Linked DNA regions of Sus scrofa: all the other regions are linked to region 1. The links are chromatin contacts, called in public HiChIP or PLAC-seq maps. All regions are on one chromosome and are shown on one strand. The core of a region is the stretch at or near the end of the contact, and the rest is flanking DNA. Distances in the headings are between cores, read along the strand shown. Region 1 overlaps MTMR3 (myotubularin-related protein 3). Region 2 overlaps ASCC2 (activating signal cointegrator 1 complex subunit 2). Region 3 overlaps CABP7 (calcium-binding protein 7).

Region 1 (3,419 bases), core at 438-2,937:
AATTCTTTCGTGATGCATCAGGTTAAGGATCTGGCATTGTCACTGCTGTGGTACAGGTTCAAACCCTGACCTGGGAACTTCTGCAAGCCACAGACGTGGCCAATAAGAAAACAAATTTAGCATTAGGTCTTACATACATGAGAAATTCAGCTGGCTTTTGCCAAAATATGTTAGAAGTTCACTTGTGTTTATTCTGCAGAAAAGTGCATACCAAGGACATATATTGCTAGATTTCCTTAAGAAATTCTCCTTTCGGAATTCTCATGTCTCCACTGATTCAATATTAGATATGCTGTAGTATCTCACTTTATTTTAAATATTAGGGTCATAAGTTTTGTTTGGCTTTATGTTTCCTTTTCAGTCCTTCCTGTGTGCCTCCCCCAACCCTAAATGAGGATTTGTTCCCTTCTAACACTGTATTTCTTTTGCTTTTTCTTCTTTCTACTGCCACACCTGAAGCATATGGAAGTTCCTGGGCCAGGGGTCAAATTGAAGCCGTAACTGTGGCCTACGCCAGAGCAACACCAGATGCAAGTTGCATCTCCAACCTATACGGCAGCTTGTGGCAACACCAGATTCTTAACCCACTGAGTAAGGCCAGGGATCGAACCCACATCCTCACAGACAATGTCAGATCCTTAACCTATTGAGCTACAGTGGGAACTCCAACATTGTGATTCTTATACTACAAATACAAACACAGTCCAGCAATTCTTATTTCAATGGGAATGAAAGCTCTAAAGAAATAAGTCGCTCTATCATAACCACAGTGTCAATCAGCAATCTAAAATAATTCTGCCCCCAAAAGTCCAGCTCACTGGGTTGTTCTGAGTATTCAAGCCTTCAGTTATATACAGCTTAAAGGCCTCAGATTGAAGAGCCAGGCCCTTAACCAGGATGTGAAGAAAGATAGTACCAAAGAAGGTGAGAAGTAGCTCTCCCAGATTTTCAAATACAGAGAAGAATCATTCTTTTCTATGAACAAAGGTCCCAGTGCAGTCATCTAGATGTATATTTACTGGACTGCATTCAAACTCACAAAACAGACTCTGTGGCAAGGGCCTTTACTTTATACTAAACAGGCAGCTGCACAACAGTATAAGACCCAGAGTCATATGCTCTTCATGGTTAAGCAAGATGTGTTTACTGGGCATGTCACAGGAGAAGTGGGTCTGAACCTCTCTAAACTAGTAACTGAATTTCCCAGTTATCAGTCAGACCTCCAAATTAATGCTTAAGTACAGACCAATCACCAAGAAATCAGCTAAAATGAGAAGGACGCCGAGCATATAGGAGAGAAGCTTTAAGCTTTAGTCCATTCTTTTTAAGAGTTTGAGAGAAAGATAAAAGAGTCAACAGTTTAACAATAACTCCAACAACAATGTAGAAACTTCTTTCAAAGGAGATTAAGACCAAGAGCTATGACCACAGTATGGTTGGCTTAACTATGACAGGGTCAACAGCCAGAAACTAAGATTTACATGAATACAAGATAATGATGTAATTTTCCCATTTTCCCCCTCTCTGACACATTCTGCTCTCAACAGGCTAGGCAGAAAAGAATCCATAAAAGGTTTCATTAAATTCTGAAAGACTAAATGAACTTCCACCCATGAGAGTCTATGCTTATGATCTCATGTGTTGAGGCAGATTATACAACAGTATGACTTTGAAATATCTCAAGTGCTGTCTCACCGAAAGATGATTTGTAAGAATGTGGTTGTCTGGCCTGCTCATTATTGGTGAGTAACGCTGTAGCCGCCACCAACACTCAACAATATTGGGTGGAGACAGAAGAACCAGGTTGACTTGCTTTCAAAATGCCACCACAGTATTTTTTAAGAATGTTTTCCTTTGTACTCCATAGTGAAAATACATAAAAGGCAAAAGCTGTACATATACACACTCCCAAACCAAGTCACTGAAGTACAATAAGAGTGAATGTGAGTTGTACCAGGTTAAATTCAGTGTGGTATATATATTGAAAAGAAACAAAATACAACCTTTACTCAGAGTAAGTTCTAATCAGTTACAATGACATCATCTTGTATGTTCATAATTTCCAAAATGAATGTTCACAAGCATGGCACATAGAAGGCACTGAAACATTTATGAGTTAAACTCTCCAGCATTAACAGATTTGATCTTCAAGATACCCACATCAGCTTGGGCAGGAAGAACAAAAATATTCCACTCTGAAGATCAAAAAAAACTAAAGTACAGGGAGGATAAATGCCTTGTCCAGGAATATTTTCAATTAAATGGCAATATACAAATTTGAATTCAGGTTTTCCAGTTCCTAGATCAGTATTTTACACCCCAAATGCTTCCATCCATCACAAATCCATGAAAAGACAGGAAACTATGGATATCTGTGTGTCTTGGTAAAATACCAGATATCTTTAAGAAGGGAAAGGTCTGGGGACCAAAGTTATCTCAGCTCAGGACAAAGCCATCTATAATTAATCGATAGGAGTTAAATTCTGACCCGGCACACATCTTAGGAACATCCTAAGAGTTGGCTCAAATCCTAAAAGAAACTAAAAGTATCAAGGAAATAAGGAATCATCTAAAGAGATGAGGAATTTCAGTCTGAATTTTCAGTGGTTGTGGGAGTTAACAGGTAAGGAGAAATTCAAGCCTTAACTAAACACTAGCAACCCTAAACTAGTGAACACCTTTTGGAGTTAAAAGTCTTAAACAAATCAAAGTTCCCAAATAACATATGTTAAGACAGCAAAATACAGTCGCTAACTTCATTATCCTAGAAAATGGGAGAAACTAAAAATCTAATAAATAAGATGTTCATGGTTAAAAATTCAGCAAATATGCTTGTAAGATTTGTGCATTTCATTGTACGTAAATATTACTTTTTTATACACTCAAAAAACTTGAAAAGAGCTATAAACAAGCAAAAAACAGTGGTATCTCATACAAAAAAGGAAAAAGAAAGATTCAATGGGTGACTGAAGTGAGGAACAGTTTAGACACATTCTCATCACCTTCCAAGGTTGGCATGGATGACTCCTGTGAACAACTGTGGGTTCCACCAGCCAATCAGGCTTGTGGGAAGCTTGAATTCCTGACTTTCCCTAAGGATCCAGAAGGGCCAGGTACCTCTGTTTTCCATCTCTGTATCCACAGCACCCCACTCAGTCAGCTCCCAACAGCTGAGAATGGGGTTTAAATCCTGGCTTTGTCACTGCCTAGCAGTGAGACTTGGCAAAAAACCTTTACCTTTGAGTCTCCATTTCTTTGGCTCCCAAAATAGAAACACCAGCCTATCGTGCCTGTTTGACAAGGTCATGAGGGTCCAACAAAAGTATGTATTAAAGCATCTTTAAAAATATGCTGTGTAATGTTTGCTATATTTTAATTAAATATATGAACCAAAAAGCTTCAATCAGGAATGGAGCCAG
Region 2 (3,418 bases), core at 829-3,328, 160 kb after region 1:
ACTGTAGACTGAGAGGATGGGGTGAGTGAGCAAAATCACAGCCGGTTAGGCAGAGAAACAGTTACTGGGCCAGTTTGGTGAGAGCTGTGCTGGAGACAGGGGAAGAAGTTGGGGCCAGATCGGGGAGGGCTCCACACCAGACTTTAGCACTTGGGGAGCACTGCTGCTTGGTGGCTAAGAGAGCCAGCTCTGGAGTTGAAGTGCCCGTTCACACCCCAGCTCTATTTCTGGGTGTGTCACTTTGATCATGTTAATTAGCCACTCTAAGCCTGAGCTTTCTCCTCTGAAGAGGGGAAGACTAATGACACACCCACCTTGAAGGCTGGTTGTGGGGATTAAATATGAGGTAGTGCTCCCCACAGCACCTGGCACGTTATGGGCACTCGGTAAGTGTGAGCTGTGGTGGTGCCGAGGCCATGGAGCCTCTAGGAGTTTGGAGCAGGGCAGGGAGCCATCTGGTAGCAAGGCTAATCTGGCAGCATGCACGTGGGGAGGGTGGTGACAGGAGGCCATGGAGGAGGCCGGGGCTTCAGTGTGGGTTTGAAAGTGAAAGCCTGGTTGGGCTGCTGAGGCTGAAAAGGACACTGGGGAGGAGCATAAAGCAGAGCTTAGGGGGTCAGCTGGAGGTAGAAGTCTTAACGACTTTGGAAAAAACTGATGTCGGAAAACAGGAGGTGGGGAGCGGGTTGTGAGTGGAGGCAGGGTCAGTGTTAGATCTGTGAGCCATGAGGACCTGGGAGAGATGCTGTCTGGCCACTTCCAGATAGGCTGGGGTGGAGTGAGGAAGCTCTGCTTATGCCAGGATTCCTCATCTTTTGGGTTAGGCTCCCAAAAGCACTGGTTCCTTTGAGCATCAGATGAAAGCTTATCTCCAGGAAACATGGTCCCTCGATTTTGAGGTATTTTAGAATGTTTTCATCCCCAGATTGAGAACTCTAAATTAGCTTATTAGGGAGATCCTTTTCTTTGGCTCACAGAAAAGAGGGCAGGATCAGACATCAGGAGCCCCATCGTTGTGTGTATGTGTGTGTGTGTGTGTGTGTCTGTCTGTCTGTCTGCAGATCCCTTCTCCACACCCTCCGACACACACACACACACACACACTCACACATTAGCAGCAGCTCTTTTGAACCCTTGAGCAGAAGACACAAGACACAGCAAGGGGCAGCCTCCACTTTCTCCACCACAGAAGCTCTTGAGCAAAGCAGATCAGCTGGAAGAAGGTGGACAAAGGAGAGAAGAGGGGAGCAAGGGAACTAGCTGACCGTCCTTTGGTCAGAAGCCCAGTCCTTGCCATGTCCCCGCCTCCCACTTTTTTTTAAACCTCAAGGCTGGTGTTGTGAATCAGCCAAGTGGCATTGTGAAAGCAGAGCCTCTCAGTTAGACTCTTGGAGCCTTGGCCCCGTGCAGGATAGCCCTGATCTTTTTGGCAGTACCTTCCATCCACCCTGGGTTTCTGAGAAGGGACTCTTCGAGGGCTGTCCCTTACATTTTAATTATTTCTTTAAGAGATCAAAAGTCAGATCTGCACTGTCATCCGAATCAGATAAAGAAGTAGAAAGAGACTCCAAAGCCCCCAAGGGTAGATTGCGAAATGTGATCTATTTTGATCCTAATCAGTCACCCCTGTGACTGAGGCTTAGGCATGGGAAGGACTGTGAGAGGTGCTTTCCCCAATGCTTGGTGGTCCAGGTGTGGTGAGGCCCACTGTGTGGGCTGGGCATTATGAGGGGGGATGCCTGCTCCAGATGCTGGTGTCAGGGGGCTCTGCCCGGAGAAATTGACGCCTGCCTTATGGTGGACCTAGTTCTGGGAGGTCACTGCAGGCAGAGGGAGGGGACAGAGCTCGTTCTGTGAGGTTGAGGATGGTGTGAGGGAGGAATGCAATTCGGAGAATGGGAGGAGGATGGCCCGAGATGCCTGCAGAGGCCATATCTCACAGGGCCTTTTGCACCATGGTCAGGAGTTTGAAATTGACCTTGAGGATAGCAATAGGAACAGTTTTATGAGGAAGAGCAGAGGCTGATGGGAAGACAGCTCCGTCACTCCCTGCCAGTCAGGATCAGGAAGTAGGTGCAGATGGTCAGGACATACCTTCACAGGTTGAGAGATCAGCACCCATCTGGAGGCTGGAAGCACTGAGCAAGCTCATGCAGGGAAAACTCAGCTTTCTGGAATCAAGGAACGAAGTGGCCTCCAGGAAAGTGTTTACAGAAAGTCCAGCCACCTAGTCACTGGCTTACTCACCCAGCCCCATTTGGCTTTTGATCTTGTTCATCTTCAAATCCTCCAGGTTGGGGTGAGGGCTGCAGGGTTATCAGGAAGGCAACCAAGGACAGACCCACCCAAAGTCAGAGGACACCTAAAATTCAGAACATCCTGACAGACAGACAGCCTTAGATGCTGGGATGCTAGTGATACGAGGAGCCCAGGTGTTGGCATTTTGCTTCACCATGCCCCTCAGCTAGCCATGACCTTCCCTCCCTCCCCGCCTTCCATCCCCATTTAGGCAACTAGAACATCCACCGTCTATTCCAGTTACCATATGCTCTAACCTCCGCACTCAGAGCAGCAGCACTTGGAAGATAGTAAACACTTGGAGAGGGGCTTCCTTTTATAGGAATGACTGCACATGTGTGAGAAATATCCCTCCAGGTCCCTTTCAGGCTTCTCACCTTGGAGTAGGGATTAGAGTGGCTAGCAGATTCAAAGGCAGAGGGTAAGAGAATTTCTAGAGATAGGCCACCCTAGAATCTCTTCACATTATTGAAGGCCTGGCCTGGCAAGTATCCTGGATGGTCGCACCCAGGTTTCTTGAGCAAAGAAATCACATCTCCTAATTTTCCTGGATGACTGACTGCCATTTACAAAGCTAGTGCCGTCATACCAGGCACAGTGCCCAGGTGTGATCATTCCCTGGGGATGACAGGGTGAGCTGGTTTGACCAGGGTGGGTCTTTTACATAATTCACTGGGCAGAGGTGCTCAAAAGGTTAAATTGTACTGAGCAAGGTCCCTCCCCTACCCTGGGGAAGTTTCTAGGCTGGGCCAAAGCTCTGTGCCAGCAGGGCCTGGGGCCAGGACTGCTCTGGTGCAGGCAGGCTTAGGAAAGGGGAGAAAGGTCACAGAACACGCTGGCAACCATTTGTAATGTGTCCTCTCCATGCTCACTGTCTTTTCCCAATTCTTACCTTTCTTTTCTCTTTTCAGGAAACATCTTTCTCCAGCAGCCAAGTTACTATAATGACCTGGATGCAACCGTGCCCACCATCCTTCAGGTACCAGTTCTCAGCCCTGCCCGAGGGCGGGCAGGCTGAGGAGGCCCACCCCCCTTCCCCCCACTGGTGATGTTCCTAGACTTTGCTGGAAGAGTCCGGGGGAGATGTTTGCCCCTCATCTCACCCCTCCTCCAGACCCAT
Region 3 (3,558 bases), core at 962-3,461, 230 kb after region 1:
CAGCTAAGTGGTGGAATCAGGAGCTGCCTTGCACTTCTGCACAAGGCTCATCCCAGGTGGCACACAGGGACATGAGGTTTGGTGCAGGCAAGGAGGCCCCCACCCCCCTCTGGGAGCCCCGGCCCCTCCCCTGCCTGAGCACTGGCCCGCCTGCAGGGTCCCGGGGTGGGTCACTCACTCTCCACGTCCACAGGGCACTCCTCCGCCGTGCCCAGGTGGCTCTCCTCCTCTGTCATGATGATATTCTCAATGTCCTTCATGGACAGGTGCTCACAGAAGGTGTCATAGAGCAGCCGCTTCAGCTCGTCCACTGTCAGCTTCTGCATGTCACACTTGGGTGGGGGGAGACACAGTGTTCCGGCCACCGCCACCACCACAGTCCCCACCCAGCACCTGTAGCCACACAAGCCAGCAACAAGCCTCTAGATTCTGGAGGGCCAGGAACCATTCATTCCATTCCTTGTGTCCTCGACTGGCACCAGCCTCCCCAGGGAGCCCATGGCCCCTGAGAGAGAAGATGTCCGGTGTACAGAAGCCTGAAGGTGTCACCCCCTTTCTATGGTGTGGGCCCGACCTGTCACTGGCCCCGGTACAGCCTTCCACCGTGTGCACAGGCCTGGGTCCCAATCAGCCAGGGTGTACCTTCCAGAAGACAGTGTCAAAGTCGGTGCCGTGGAACTTCTCTGGGATCCCCGAGGTAGAGAGCTTGGGTCCCAGGAGCGTCACAAACTCCTCGAAGTCCACTTGACCATCACCTAGAGCATGGGCACAGGTCCAGTCAGCTGGTGAGGCTGCACCTGGGCACCCTGGGCCACTATGGGACCTCAGGCAGGTCCACTTCTCAGATCCCTCAGAATCAATTTCAGGGATACCTAATGGGCCAGGCTCTGGGCTGATGCTAAAGCCACCAAGAGTGCTAAGGCCCCACCTGACAAGGTGGGGGCGAGGGGCGAGGCGAGTGGGCCTCGCAGGTGGGAGACACATTTCATTTCAAACCCCACGTGACTCCCCAGCACCCTGCTGCTGTCCTGGAGCGAGTGTGGGGCCGGACATCCACCCCACCACACAGGAACCGAAGCTCAGGATGAGGGATCCACCTGTCCAGGCCACCACCTGCCTTCTGAGTGGAGAAAAGGCCACGGGGATGAGCGGAGGGGACTGGGCTTTACTGCTCCTTATGAGTTTCTCCTTAATAAAATGCCAGGTGGCAAATACAACTAATTAACTGACTTTTTTATTCTCCGTGAAGGGAACTGAGATCTACTTTTCTGTACTTTAAAAATGTGGGGGAATACAGACCGAAAAGGGCAGAGTCTCCAACCTCTAGGTGTGGCCAGGACTGTTACACTCTCTCTGGCTTCAATGTTTTTTTTTCCTGGCTGCACCAGTGGCCGTGTGGAAATTCCCAGACCAGGGATTAAACCCACCCCACAGCAGTGATCCGACCTGCTGCAGTAGCAATGCTGGATCCTTAACCCACTGAGCCACAATGGAACAAACACCCCGGCCTCAATTCTCCAGGCTGGGAAATGGGGCCAGAACTGGCCACAAACTGCCATGGGCTTGGGGGAGGCAGGAGTGGGGAGAATGGAGGCCCCCGGTGGGCTCAGTTGCAGGGCTCAGGCCCCAGACTCAGCCCCTGCAGGTGAGGGGTGAGGAAATGAAAGCAGCAGGGCCTGGGGGGGAGGGGGGTGCTCACCGTCCATGTCCAGCCGCTGGATGATAACCTCCAGCTCCACCTCATTGGGCATGTAGCCCAGGGAGCGCATGGCTGTGCCCAGCTCCTGCTTGGAGATGAAGCCATTGCCATCGCGATCAAAGACTTTGAAGGCTTCGCGGATCTCTGTGAGAGGAGCAGAGTAGGTCAGGACTTGACTCCTGTCCCTGACACCCCACTTCCCAGACCCCCAGGATCCCAGAGCCTGCAGGTCTGGTCAGAGACAACTGGCAGGTGGCCCAAGAGTCCATTATAGTGCTGCCTCCCAGGAGCTCAGGGCAGGCCGAGCCGGCAGCAAAGGTATACCCTGGTTGGCAGCGGCAGCGTGAAAGCTGCCCAGGGGTCTCAGCTGCACAGGCCGCAGGCCGAGCTCCCATAGCTTCTCCAGGCGTGCTCGCGACGACCTCGTGTGGCCAGTACCACAGGTGCCACTGTGCAGGGGAGGACGCCAAGCCAGGCAGCCTCGTAGCCTCCAGGAACTGCCTACAGCTTCCCTGCCCTCCCCCACACACTCCTTCCATCCCCCTCGCACTTCCTCCCTGAGCTCAGCTCGTTAACATCGGCCAACACTCGTTAATGGAGGCCACGTGAGGCAGCTGCGGCTCCAGGCTAATGGGCTGGCAGCTTGGCTCAGAGTGCCTCCCAGGAGCCCAAGGTTTGGGGGAAGCCAGAGGATGGATGGAAGGGCTGCAGCACACCCAGGCCAGCTCAGTAGTGGGGATCACTCCCCTGCCATCGTACAGAGGGGGAGACTGAGGCCTGAGAACCTGGGCGACTCAGGGATGCGGATCAAGGTGCTGGGCTGAAGTCTGGGAACTTCCCAGTAAGTGACCTTAGGCCAGCCTCAGTCTTACCCGCAGTAAAATGAGCAGTAATGGTGTGAGGATGAAAGAGTTTTACCAGGGACATCCAGGAACTGTTGAGGGTTGAATGGTCCTAACCTCTCCCTGTTTACCTTTGTTCCATCTGTTTCTCTGATTGCTGTCCTTTCATTGTTACTCAGCCCAAGAGGGGTTGGTGGGCAGGGAATCTCAATCCACTCGCACCCTTTCTGCTCCGGCTCTTGGGGGTCTCTTTGTTCAATTCATTTTCACCTAAGCTGTTCCCCCAGGTGGGACTCCAGTAGGCAGAGGTAAGCTCGTGTGTGTGTCATGTGTGCTCATGTGTGTGCGTGTATTTGGAAATAGACAGATGAGATGCACACCTGAAAAATGAGACCCAGGAGGCTAGGTGCCCAACCTCAGTGAGGGGACAGGCCTATTTCTGGTGAGGGTAGGAATTAGGCTGGCTCAGGCCTGGCCTTAGGGATCTGTGAGCCCCTGAAACCAACTGTGGAATCCTGCCTCTGAGGGTCCCTCCTTGATTCTGTTGGACCTACTACAGTCCAGAGAGGATGGTCATATGTCCCAAGTCACACGGCAAGGTGGCTTGGGCCAAAGCCCCAAGCTTTATCAGGCTCTTCCTGCCTGGTGTCTGCACCCAAAGCCTAGAGGTTCCAGCTGACATGCAGGCCAGGCCAGAGACAGTGGCTATACCTGAACTGCCTAGGCCCCCAGACCCTCTGACTCTGACCACCCCCTACCCATCCCAGGCAGACCTGAGAATCTGGTCTCCTCTCCACTGGCCCCTTGGCCAGTAAAGCAGATGGGAAGGGAGATCTGGGCCAGGTCCAGGAGCTTCAATAAACCCTGGATTCTGGGAACTCCAGGCTGACTCCCACCTAGAGTTTTCCTGGGCCACTGAAGAGGTCGTGAGCTCCCCACGCCAGGGGTGTGTGAACAGAGGCCCAGCAGTTAGAGAGACTGCTGAGGGATTCCAGTCACCGGGAGTCTCTGGGCGAT

Evidence for each region. HiChIP or PLAC-seq counts read pairs in DNA pulled down with a chosen protein or histone mark.
Region 2: an H3K27ac HiChIP or PLAC-seq map of alveolar macrophages shows a contact between it and region 1. The contact joins two enhancer-like sites. A contact is called at or near these places in 5 of 47 Hi-C or Micro-C datasets (alveolar macrophages, fetal liver, psoas muscle and 1 more) and 2 of 2 datasets of contacts at active chromatin or transcription factors (alveolar macrophages and skeletal muscle).
Region 3: an H3K27ac HiChIP or PLAC-seq map of alveolar macrophages shows a contact between it and region 1. The contact joins two enhancer-like sites. A contact is called at or near these places in 1 of 5 promoter capture datasets (liver), 8 of 47 Hi-C or Micro-C datasets (embryonic fibroblasts, fetal heart ventricle, fetal skeletal muscle and 4 more) and 1 of 2 datasets of contacts at active chromatin or transcription factors (alveolar macrophages).

Annotation. Positions count from the first base shown.
Region 1 is chr14:46,986,264-46,989,682 of Sscrofa11.1, reverse strand. All of the region lies in intron 7 of MTMR3 (myotubularin-related protein 3), which reads right to left. Among named protein-coding and RNA genes, the nearest start is that of MTMR3, 110 kb to the right of the region's middle. Within about 2 kb of position 1,687, at least 4 of the 83 cell types and tissues checked have an H3K27ac peak or open chromatin away from gene starts, as enhancers often do. A contact at or near this core is called in alveolar macrophages, where this site is marked.
Region 2 is chr14:46,822,846-46,826,263 of Sscrofa11.1, reverse strand. It overlaps ASCC2 (activating signal cointegrator 1 complex subunit 2), which reads left to right. Exons shown (of 19, transcript XM_021072416.1): 5 at 3,210-3,277. Among named protein-coding and RNA genes, the nearest start is that of ASCC2, 18 kb to the left of the region's middle. Within about 2 kb of position 2,078, at least 38 of the 83 cell types and tissues checked have an H3K27ac peak or open chromatin away from gene starts, as enhancers often do. A contact at or near this core is called in alveolar macrophages, where this site is marked.
Region 3 is chr14:46,753,449-46,757,006 of Sscrofa11.1, reverse strand. It overlaps CABP7 (calcium-binding protein 7), which reads right to left. Exons shown (of 5, transcript XM_021072790.1): 2 at 1,700-1,843; 3 at 643-755; 4 at 179-332. Among named protein-coding and RNA genes, the nearest start is that of CABP7, 7.6 kb to the right of the region's middle. Within about 2 kb of position 2,211, at least 12 of the 83 cell types and tissues checked have an H3K27ac peak or open chromatin away from gene starts, as enhancers often do. A contact at or near this core is called in alveolar macrophages, where this site is marked.